2 separate regions of the Sus scrofa genome follow, and region 2 is linked to region 1. Evidence: chromatin contacts called from public HiChIP or PLAC-seq data. All regions are on one chromosome and are shown on one strand. The core of a region is the stretch at or near the end of the contact, and the rest is flanking DNA. Distances in the headings are between cores, read along the strand shown. Region 1 holds the start of CCDC47 (coiled-coil domain-containing protein 47). Region 2 holds the start of MAP3K3 (mitogen-activated protein kinase kinase kinase 3).

What was found. HiChIP or PLAC-seq counts read pairs in DNA pulled down with a chosen protein or histone mark.
Region 2: a contact with region 1 is called in an H3K27ac HiChIP or PLAC-seq map of alveolar macrophages. The contact joins the promoter of MAP3K3 here to the promoter of CCDC47 in region 1. A contact is called at or near these places in 1 of 47 Hi-C or Micro-C datasets (blood) and 1 of 2 datasets of contacts at active chromatin or transcription factors (alveolar macrophages).

Annotation. Positions count from the first base shown.
Region 1 is chr12:15,163,310-15,168,811 of Sscrofa11.1, reverse strand. It overlaps CCDC47 (coiled-coil domain-containing protein 47), which reads right to left and starts at 3,544. Exons shown (of 13, transcript XM_021066772.1): 1 at 3,191-3,544. DDX42 (ATP-dependent RNA helicase DDX42) reads left to right here and starts at 3,555. Exons shown (of 19, transcript XM_021066770.1): 1 at 3,555-4,114.
Region 2 is chr12:15,294,797-15,300,441 of Sscrofa11.1, reverse strand. MAP3K3 (mitogen-activated protein kinase kinase kinase 3) reads left to right here and starts at 1,658. Exons shown (of 17, transcript XM_003131293.6): 1 at 1,658-2,035. The coding sequence starts at 2,032.

The sequences.
Region 1 (5,502 bases), core at 2,295-4,794:
TATATTTGTCAGCACAAAGTGACTGAATACGAGGAATGTGGGAAAGGAAGATCTGGGGTGATTCCAAGTTTTGGCTTAATTAACAGCTGAACAAAGTCATCCTTAAGATAAAAAACAATAAAGGAGGTAAAAATTGAGGGAAAGCCAATAAATTAAATTTACTACCTGCTGAAAAGTTCGGAGTGTTTCCAAGCAGTACATTAGATGACTAACATTTATCTCTTGATTTTCAAAAAGTCCCTAAAAAGTTTTATAACCTACTTTATATAGGGAGAAAACGAAATTTAAGCCTGGAGTTCAGGATACAAGCCTAAGCTGAAAATAGAGAATGGATGAGCTCTCCTGGAAGTATTAAGAGTTAGGTTTAGGAAAAAAAAAAAAAAAGGAATTCCCACCATGGCGTGGTGGGTTAAGAATCTGACTGCAGCAGCTTGGTTTGCTGCAAAGGCGTGTGTTTGATTCCTGGCCAAATGATGCCAAAGCTGCTGCGTAGGTCACAGTTTCGGCTCGGATTCAATCCCTGGCCCAGGAAACTCCATGTGTTGTGGGGGGAAAAAATCTTTTGAAACAAATCATTACAGCTAAGAGGTGGACATAATAGAAAGAATTGGAATGGAAAACTAAGAAGGAATGGTTAGAAAAAAGAAACTCTGGCCAAAGTGATATCATAGAAGTCAAAGGAGAAGCATAATCCTAAGAAGGAACAGAGCTCGATTTCAACTGCTGCAGCAAGTTCAAGTGACATATGGACCAACAATTTCCCAACGTTGATAATGAAATCATTATTGGCAACTGCAGAGAAGTGGTAAGTATGGAAGCCAGGATGGAGGGAGATGAGTAATAACAGAGTGAATGGGTGGCAAAGGGAGTGTGTACTAATCCTTCAGGTGCAGGGGGAAACCGTGTATAGAACACCATAAATTCACAAAGGAAATCAGTTAAGTTCAAAGCCTATTGGAGTTCCCTTGTGGTGCAGAGGGTGCTGTCATTGCAGCTGCTCTGGTCACTGCTGTGGCACTGGTTTGATCCCTGGCCAGGGAACTTCCATGTGCCTCCAGCGCTGTCTAAAGTAAAATAAAATAAAGTAAAATAAAATAAAAAAGTTTGGAGTTCCTGTCGTGGCTCAGTGGAAATGGATCCAACTAGTATCCACGAGGATGTGGGTTTGATCCCTGGCCGGTCAGGGATCCGGTGCTGTCATGAGCTGTGGTGTAGTCAAAGATGCCACTCGGATCCCACATTGCTGTGGCTGTGGCGTAGGCCAGCAGCTGCAGCTCTGATTCGACCCCTAGCTTGGGAACTTCCATGTGCTTGCAACCCATGGATGCTCAAGAAATATTCTTAGAATTGGACAAAATATGGAGTTCCCTGGTGGTGCAGGGGTTAAAGATCCAGCCCAGTCACTGCTGTAACTATGGTTATGACTATGGTGAGGGTTCAATTACTGGCCTGGGAACTTCTGCATGCTATGGGAGTGGCCAAAAAAACCAAAAAACAACAACAACAAAAAACTGGACAAAGTCCATAAATTTTGAAAGGCACAAATGACTTGAGAAATGCCACCAAAGATTGACCAATACTACGTTCTTTCCAATATTTGATCTTTGATGTTAGCACCAGGGGACATTTTACAGGAAAACACAGCTGCCCACTTGACAAAAACCTTAAAGCAGTTTGTGATGTCTCCAAACACCCCTAGTTTCATATCAAAAGTGGAAAAAATGTGAAAGAGTACAGAGACTGCTGGAGTTAGTTTTAGTTTAAAACATCAGCTCTACCATTTGCCAGCCTCATGATCTTAGGCTAATTACTTATGGCCTTGCTCCCACATACAAAAAAGGCTAACCACTCACTGCTTGCCTCACAGAGCTGTAGTGGACATTACAGGAAATATGAGAAGGCACTCAATCCTATCAGTTCCTATTACTTCCTTCTACTGTGCCTTATGAACCCCCTTTAAGGTTTAAAAATAGTTCACTTTTGGAGTTCCCACAGTGGAGCTGAAACGAATCCAACTAGGAACCATGAGGTTTCGGGTTCAATCCCTGGCCTTGCTCAGTGGGGTTAAGGATCCGACATTGCGGTGAGCTGTGGTGTAGGTCGTAGACACAGCTCAGATCTGGCGTGGCTGTGGATGTGGCTGTAGCTTTGATTAGACCCCTAGCCTGGGATCCTCCATATGTCTCAGGTGTGGCGCTAAAAAAAAATAAATAAATAAAAAAAATTCACTTTTATTGTTTCCCTTTCAGATGTCAGTCTTAAACTTTTTCAAATAGTAGCAATAAAGGTTGACACTGCCAAGTTAACCACTGTCTGATCATTTCAAACTAAATTTCCACTTACAATGTGCAGACCACAGAAGCATTTCTAAGATAAATTAGCAGTGTGACAGAGCTCTTTCAAGGTTATTCAGGTTACGATGATCCAAACCCATTTGTGCCTTTGCTTTCCCCCTCAGAAGACTCTTTGCTGCACCTGTCAACTCATTTCTCAAATGCACAACTCCTTCCTTGCCTGAGGGGCAGTCCTGAGACTCCTGGGGCAGGGAACACCAACACTAACAAGTCTGGTTTGATTTCTTCTGCTAGCTCACTTGGCAAGCTCAGTGACTGGGTCTGGACTTAAAAATGAAAGACGAATACAAGAATCGTTCCTTGCTGACATTTTAGATTAAGCCTTTCTGACAACGGCCGGACAATGCGGCTTCTCGAGATCATTGAGATGGTCCCCTCTCTCCTTACATACGTTGGATAAAAACATGTCTTACGCTAGAAACCTTTAGAGAAGACTGATCACAGAGGTTGCTGCTTCTGCTAAACCCTCCGGATCAAGTCTTTGCCCAGCAAGGAGAATCATCACTTCTATGCTCCATTTTTCCTGCTGCACACTGAGGGCTTCCTCTAACTTTGCCCTGCGGGTTGCATTTGCTTGCAGTTCTAGGAGTTCCCAAAAAACATTAAAGTCACTCCCAAGCCAAGAAAAATCCCCAAGAGAAAATGGGCCTTGTGGTGGACAAAGTTTGGTTTCTTTTGAGAAAGCAGGGAAAGGCGAGAAGACGCGGGGATTGATGCATGCAGGCTGAACTTAGGGGCTTAGGTGGGAAACTGGACCTGGCAGGGCCACGCAACTCAGCGTCACCGCTGGGCCTGGCCCGGCTCCACCGACTAGCGCGTCACGGCCCGCTTCCTACCTGTACCGAGGGCTAGCCTGGCCCAGCGTCCCTGCTTCTACCCTGCCTGCCTCTCGGCTTGGCCACCGCCTGCAGGGTCACCGCGATTTCACAGCCCCCGACGCCTCTAGGACACAGGCAGACAAGGTAGCTCAGTCACACCGCGCCACTCTTCGCGTAGCCTCCGCCATCCGTTACGTAGAATACGTGCGGCTGGTCCGCGCCTGCGCGCCGCTCGGGGGCGGGACGCAGCCTCTGGGACCCCACGAGACCGCCTCCTTCCCCGCCCAGGAGAAGCAAGGTGGGGCTGCTGGGAGAATTACACAACACCGGCCCCGGCGCCGGAACTGCCCGCGCCTATCCCAGGGCTCTCCTCGAGGGTTCAGACGAGATGTCATCACGCTGAACCCGTGCTCCGGAAGCTAAAATCGCCAGGCTCTACGGGACCACGTGGTCTGAAGCACGAGGAGAAATGTTGGCCAGGTCAAATTTGCAAAGTAGAGCCTAGGGGCTCGACAATCTTATGTATATATGGTTTCCACCCGAGCCTTTTTCTTGGCGGCTCCCTGTACTGCTGCTTTCTGCACTCCTAGACCCACTTCCTAAACGGGCCATGGATCCTCTCAGCCAGGGGCAGTGCCAATCAAAGCGTCTGAGGAGTCTGTGAGGCATTCCGGAGCTTTTAGGTCCGAAGCCCGCAGCGCCTTCCGGGAGCCGTAGACCCAGGCTCCGCCCTTCGGCCCGCGCTCTCTGCACTGCGCATGTCTGGCTTTCGCTCCCCTCCCCCCGTCAGCAACGGGCCGAGAGGCGGCGGCGGCGGCGGCAGCTAAGGGGGCGGAGAGAGAGGAGCGCGGCGGGACCGGGCCTGAACCGCGCGTACTTTGGGCCGTGGGATTCTCTCCGCGTCGGCGGTAATAACAGCTGCCGCTGCAGCCACAGAAGCAGGTTTGTGTGAGGTGGGTCTGGACGCGGGGCCGTAACCCCTTGAGGGCACCGGAGGCAAGTGCGGGGCCTAGTGAGGGCCGGGGAACCGCGGCTTTTCTTAACAAAGAGTCGTCAGAGCCTCCAGGAGCCGGAGGCCCAGGGGGCTGGGAATGCCGGACTGAAGCTTCGAGGGGTCCTTGGGAGCCTCGTCGCTCTCCCGCGACTCCCGCTTTTCCGGCAACTCTTACCGAGGCCCAGTTGGCGGCTTTCCGGAGGCGGTGCTCGCCCTCCCGCCCTGCCAGGGAAGGGGATTTGCAGCGTGCCGGGCTCCGAGAGAGAGATAGCCAAGGGGAGGATTCTGACCCAAGCTGCTAGCAATTGGCAGGCGCTAGTTTCCAAATTGAGGGGCTTCATAGGTAAAAGTTGCCAAATCTGAAGACAGTAAAAGACATAGGGATCTTTGTGTAGCCTTGAGTGTTGAGCATCACCATCGTCACACAAACTTTTTTTCGGCCTACTTAAGAGCGTATCCGATGTGAGTAAATTATTTACATGGAGTTACAAGCATACGCACCGATAACATAAAAACAGTCGCACTAGTCAAGATTTTAGGGGGAGTCATAGCTTACCACCTTAGTGGAAGCATTCTGGCTCTCCTTTGGGCAGTCATTTAAATTCGCCTGGCTTCCCATATATACTGTTTTTTTGTAAATGATCTTTATATGTCTATTTTTCCGTGTATATGCACCCTCGAGCTCATAAAGGGCGGAAATTATGTTTTGGTTCATTTTAACCTTCTAGAGCTAAGCCCAGTGGAAAGTGGTCAGTCAGTCTTTCCTACTAAAATTTTTTAAGATTTTCAGCGTCGAAAAAAATGTTATGTTGTATTTTCGTGTACCTGGAACAGGAATCATATGTCCTAATATGGAGTTCATTCATCCAAGAAATATTTTTGGGGATACCTTCTGTGTGCCTGTCCCTGTCCTAGGTCTGTGACCCCAGCTCTCATGAAACTTAATTTCCAGTAGGGAGTAAGAGAAACAGAAAACAAATATATAAATTATATTGTTTGTTAGAAAATATTAATGCCTTAGGTTAGAAAAGTAATAAAGCTGGAAAGAGGGATGGGGAGGTGTTGCATTTTGAAATAGGGTGGTCAGAGAAGTATTTATAGATAAGTTGGTATTTAATAAGACTAAAAGGACGTGAGGGAGTGAGCCCAGCTAGTTTCTGAGGAAATGATGTTCCAGGCAGAGGGAATTGCAGGTGTAAAGGCCTCTAAGAGGAAAATGCTGGCCTGTTAGAGAGATAGTTAGAAAACCTACTGGCTTGGAGCACTGTGGGCAAATGAGGGAGTAGAAGGAGATAAGGTCTGAGAAAGAACTGGGAGGGTGGGGCTGTGGGGAGCC
Region 2 (5,645 bases), core at 409-2,908, 130 kb before region 1:
TCGAAATGTCCCTTCTCATGGATATTAGTCCCACTAAGCCACAATGGGAACTTCTGAATGTAACTTTCGTCTTTCAAATACAATTACTATTTACTTCAGAGTTATTGAAAAGATGAGATGATGTGGCTGGCGTATGGAAAATGATTCATAAATATTAATTCTCTCCCCTTTACCTTCCCTTCCTAGAAAAGAGATTATTATAGTTAAGGAACTGCAATAAACTGGGTAGGGATCTAATTAAGTGAGAAAATGACAGACTTAAAAGCTTCCTGAAAGAAAAAAAACCCAAAAAACTCAGCAGACAAGAGGCCTGATTAAATATGGGGGTGGGGTGGGGTGGGGAGGTGGTCCTAAAGAAAGAGGGAAGTCTAAGGTAATCCTCAAGAGATTTGACACCCAAGGCCGTCTCCACTAAAGATTCTTAGTTTACAGTTGAAAATGGCACCAGAGGAAGATGATTCTGGCGCCCTTGATTAAAGTGATTACATTACACTTTAAGCAGGAACCAAAGGAAGGGAGCCTGTATTAATTGTGGTGGACTTATAGACTCTGAAGATCTGGGTGTATAACATGTTGAACAATGCGGGTTGGGAAAATTAGTTATGGGCACTCTTTTGAAATACGCAGTCAGTACAATTGTTTTAAAACAATATTCAGAGGCACGGGAAAATATGTTAAGCACACTACAAAACAGTATGAAGCCATTTTTGTCAAACGTTGCATATTTAGATAGGAAAGAGATAAAATATCCTGAGGTGGAATTTTTATTTCATTTAAAATATTTTTTGATACAAAGAGCTTGTGTTGCTTTTATGACCAGAAATTTTTTTTTTTCTTCCCGAAAGAACCCCTTTGACCTCGCCACTTAGTAGTTTCAGCCGTTGGCCAGCAGATTCCTAAGGTTCGCTTTCCGGCACTACCCTAGCTCCTTGGAGTGTATGTATAGCCCTCGAGGTGTGAGAAACAGAAAAAGGCGGGCAGTGGTAAGCCACTCCTGCGCAGCGTCTGGAGGACTGGCCAGTGCCCGGCGGCAGATATGGCCACACGCAGGGAAGCACTCAGAGCTTATTGCGCGCCTAGTGTGGGCACAGGGAGAAGGACGTCAACTTCAGGGACCGCCGAGAGCCGGACGGCGGGAGGCCAAGGGGGCCCTCTAGCCTCGTTCCCAAACTCCAGCACCAAAGCAGCAGGCGGGGAACAGCGCCAGCCCGCGCGCCAGTGGAGCCTTCGCTGACTGACGGGAGGTGGGCGTGTGGGCGGAGCCTCAAGCATTAGCTGTGATTGGAACAACCAACACCTCCCGGGAGAGAGGGGGCCAGCCTGCTAGGGATGCGCAGAGGAGGGTGCTCGGAACCCTCTACGCGATTGGCTAGCAGCGGAGTGAACGAGACAATGTTTCTATGATTGGCAGATGGTAGCCCGCCCTCGGAAACCTCCTTGGCTTCGACTATTGGTATCCTGCGAGAGTAGGCGGGATTGGTTCTTTGAGTGGTGCTGATGATTAGCTGGCGGCTGAAAGTGGGGTGTTGGAGAGAGCTGGGGGAGATGGGGCGGCGGGGGCAGCACTTCCTCCTTGTTATTGGCTGGTGAAGTGAGTGGAGGGGTGGTACCAAGGCCCAGCGAATGCCTGGGATTGGCGGGCGCTGCGATGAGTGACAGACAAGGGGGCGAGCTGCGCGACCAGCGGTTTGTTTTTCGGAGCGTTCCTGAGGTGGAGAACGGTGGCCGGACGGAGAGACTGCGGGACTGAGGGACTAGCTGGCGGGCGGGCCGAGCGGCGCCGCCGAGGCCGGGCTGGGCCGAGCCGAGGAGAGCCGGGGATGTAGCGGGCCACCCTGCCCATGCCACAGCGCCCGGTCGCGGGCGGAGCCGGAGCCGGAGCCTGGGGAGGCGGCGGGGGCCCCGAGTGCAGCCCGCGCCCCCCGCGCGGAGCCAGGCCCGCTGCCGTCCCCGCCGCCCGGGCCCCCGGCATGCAGCCCCGGCTGCGGAGGTGACACTCGGGCCCTAGCCGCCGCCGCCGCCATCGCCACCATGGGTGAGTGTCGCCACCGCCCCGGCCTGTGCCCGCGCTGCTTCGCGTCGCCCCGCCCCGGGCTGAGGGGAGGAGGACCCTGGGCCGCCGCCTGACAGGCATGGACAGCCCGCCCGACCCGGGCTGTGGACCGCCGGCGCCCGCCCGCCCGCCCGCCGCGCTCGCGGCTCAGCGGTTCCTCGGCCGGGGCGGGGATTCTGGCTTCCCCGGCCCGCGCGGGCGGTCCTGCCCGGCAGAGCCCACTCCGTAGCCTCCTTCCGGGCCGCGCGGCTGGCGCACCCCGGGGAAGCGGCGGCGGGTCGAGGGCCCATGTTCGGCGGGGCAGCTCGCTCGGCCCAAACGAGCCGGACCGCGAGCCCGAGGGCGGGGGAGCGCGAGCGCAGTGTGGGGCCCGGGCTGGAGGCTGGTGCAGGCCCAGCTGCTGTTGTGTCTTTTCCTTGATTTGCTTTTTTTTCCTGCCTGTGTCATTTCCTTCCCTTTGCTCACACAGGCCGGCCTGTGAGAGTTCCCGGGGCTTGCTCTCGAGCCCTGTGCGCTCCCCAGAGCGCGGGGGTGGGGGTGCGCCGAGGGGGGGCATGCAGGGAGATAGGCTAGGAGGTTATTAAAACCGCAATCACAGTTATCAACCTTATCAACCGCGCGGTTGAGAAAAGCGAGCTGCACGCAGGTTGCTGGAGGTTAGAAATTGGCCGCGGACTGCCAGTTATAATACACATTTTACTTTTGAAAAATCTTGTTGCAGTGTTTTACGTCCATTATTTTAATCTAACGGTATTCCTGAAATTATGTAACTTTAGAGAGAAACGTTCACTACACAATCTCTGTGAAAGCATTTCCTTTTTAATCGGTATTTGCAATTTCTGTTGTGAAGATGTAATCTAAGAAAAGCTTTTAATGTCTTCCACACGCAGCATTTGAACTGAATTATATTTCACGTCCTTTTTGGTAATTTAGCAAATGACTATTGGACTAGATTAAGTAGCAGATAACATTTTAGATGTGCTTTGCTTCTCTTGTTGAATCTTTTGATATCGTTGTCTTCAGCGGCAAGTTTTGCAATTTGATATCGTCCTAAACAATCAAGTGGTAGACTTGAGTAAAACGATTATTTGCAAAGCCATTGATTGCATCTGTGAAGAGCAGAACATTAATGTTTTCTTTGCCCTGTAGCAAGGTCAAGTCATTTTTGTAGGAGGTTAAGTGTTTTCTGTGTCATATTTGGCAGATATTCTTTTGCTGCCCATCTTTGCACTCTGGCTTTGAATGAATTGCCTTGTTCTACTCCATGCTGCCCCTCATACAGCAAGGGATGGGTATGTTCATTTCTTGGACTTACTGTTTCCTTCCCATGATTTACTTCAGAAGTGCTTGCTTCTGTGACAGTAAGCAGAAAAGGAATCCAGTGAGGCTGAGGCCTGGTATTTAAATACATAATTCAACAAACGCTTATTGAACATTTACTACAAATAGGGCACATAGTTCTTGTCCTCCCCAGGACACCAGACTTCGAACATTTATTTGTCTTGTGTTCTGGAATTTGTTGATTGAACTAAAACTTTGAAATGATTTGTGAACCTACATTTGTGATAATCTTTCTAGTGTATCTTTCTGTTTGTCCTGCGGTGGCAGTCTTAAGTCCCAAAGGGGAATGTGAAATACTTGAGGGTGTGCACACATCCCACTCCCCACTTTCTTGACTACTAAATCAGAGTGTCCAGATTTCATGTCTAACAAATAAATGTCAGCCTGTTTTCACATTTCAAGATATTTTCAGAAAGTTTAAGTGTGAGTATATGTAGACACAGTGATTGCGAGGAAAAGAACTGTATAGGTAGGGTCCAGAGCCCCAAAGGAAAACGGACCACAAACTCCATGGTCTTCTCTTTTGTCCCCATGTTTCCATGTCAGTTTTACATGGAAAAAATGAGATAGTGAGGGGAGAATTAGCTTGCCTGGTGATTGCAGTATTATTAGGCAAGTTGGTTTGAGAACCACTGCCTGGCTTTCTTTAGCGCTTAAACCTTCATACCACTCTTGCTTTTTTCTTTTTTGTAGATGACCTTGACGTGCAATTAGGGCTAATACTGAATTCTCTTAGAACATGGTCCATCAGATTATATGTTTACACATGCAGTCTCTTAAATAGTAGTTTCCATTTTGGTGATGTAAGTGATGAAAATTCATATTCCCAGGTTAGTTTCTTTAGTTGCTGAGTTTTAATTCAAGGGGTAATAAGTGCAAAACGTAGACTTATTAATATTTTTATTATACTCGTTAAACTCCAGCCCAGTGAAGAAAGGACTAAACTAATTGAGTCCCTGCCCTGCAGGTTCCTTGGTTAACAGTCATATTTTCCTGAGCTGTTCTAAGCCCCAGATTCAAGCTTGTTTGACAACTTGGGTTGGTAATGAAAACAGACCAGATTTTATATTGACTATTAACCCCAATAAATTTCTAGTGGAAATTACACTTATCCCTTAAATAATAGGAAATATTCTCTTTTGGAGGAGCTTTGATATTATGTGGTTATAAAAAAAATTGGGGATTGACCGGTTATTTTTTCTTGGGCACACCAAAATTCTCTCCTAGTTTTAGTAATTATAGTGGCAAATGCTGTTGATAACACCTAAGACTAATTTACTACTGTTTATTTGGACTCTATAAAAGCAGTCTAAAATTTAGTGGGAAATATTACTGAAAAATGTGTAGCAACTTGGAAATGTTACAGGAAATGGTGGTGAACTGCATATAGGATTTAGGATGGTGTGGTTCTGGTTTGATAACTTGGTTTGAGGTCAGAATCATTGTGATTTACGGATGCCTGGTGTCTCTAGGGTTTCAGGGCTGTTGGGATCTCCCAATTAGACCAGTCTCAATTCAGTTTGGCTAAACTCCGACCACTTGTGTATACTCTAAATCATTAGCAACTGTTTTGATGGAAATTGGGATCACAGTTGACTGAATCAACATGGTTATGTAACGACTAGATTTCTGATATTTTACAAAACAATGATTGGTTTTTAAAACTGAATTTTAGGCAATTATAGAAAGTATCAGTCCAACTGAGCATTACTTAGGGGAATACATAAAGTATAAGAAGCAGTTTTCTTGGAGTTCCTGTCATGGCTTAGTGGAAATGAGCCTGATTAATATCCATGGGGCCAGGTTCCATCCCTGGCCTCACTCGGTGCATTTCTGTGAGCTGTGGTGGATCCAGGGTTGCTGTGGTATAGGCCGGCAGCTGCAGCTCTGATTTCACCCCTACCCTGGGAACTTCCATATGCCTCGGGTGTGGCCCTAAAAGGCAAAAAAAAAAAAAAAAAAAAAAAAAGAAGAAAAAGAAGCAGTTTTTATTGGTTCTGGTTGCGTAAGCTGTTTATTCTTTGCCCATTTATTGAGCATCTGTTATGTGTCAGATACAGCATTAGGCTCTGGTACATGCATTTATCCTGTGTTTAAAAAGTTACAGTTAGGTGAGACGAGCCAGAAACATGTAAAGATATAAGTGCAATGAGATGTTATGGATACTTTGTCAAAACTGTGAAGGTACATAGGAGGGAGAGATCAATCTTGTAGTTTCGGGATTGACATGCATTATGGTATAGTCCTTAGA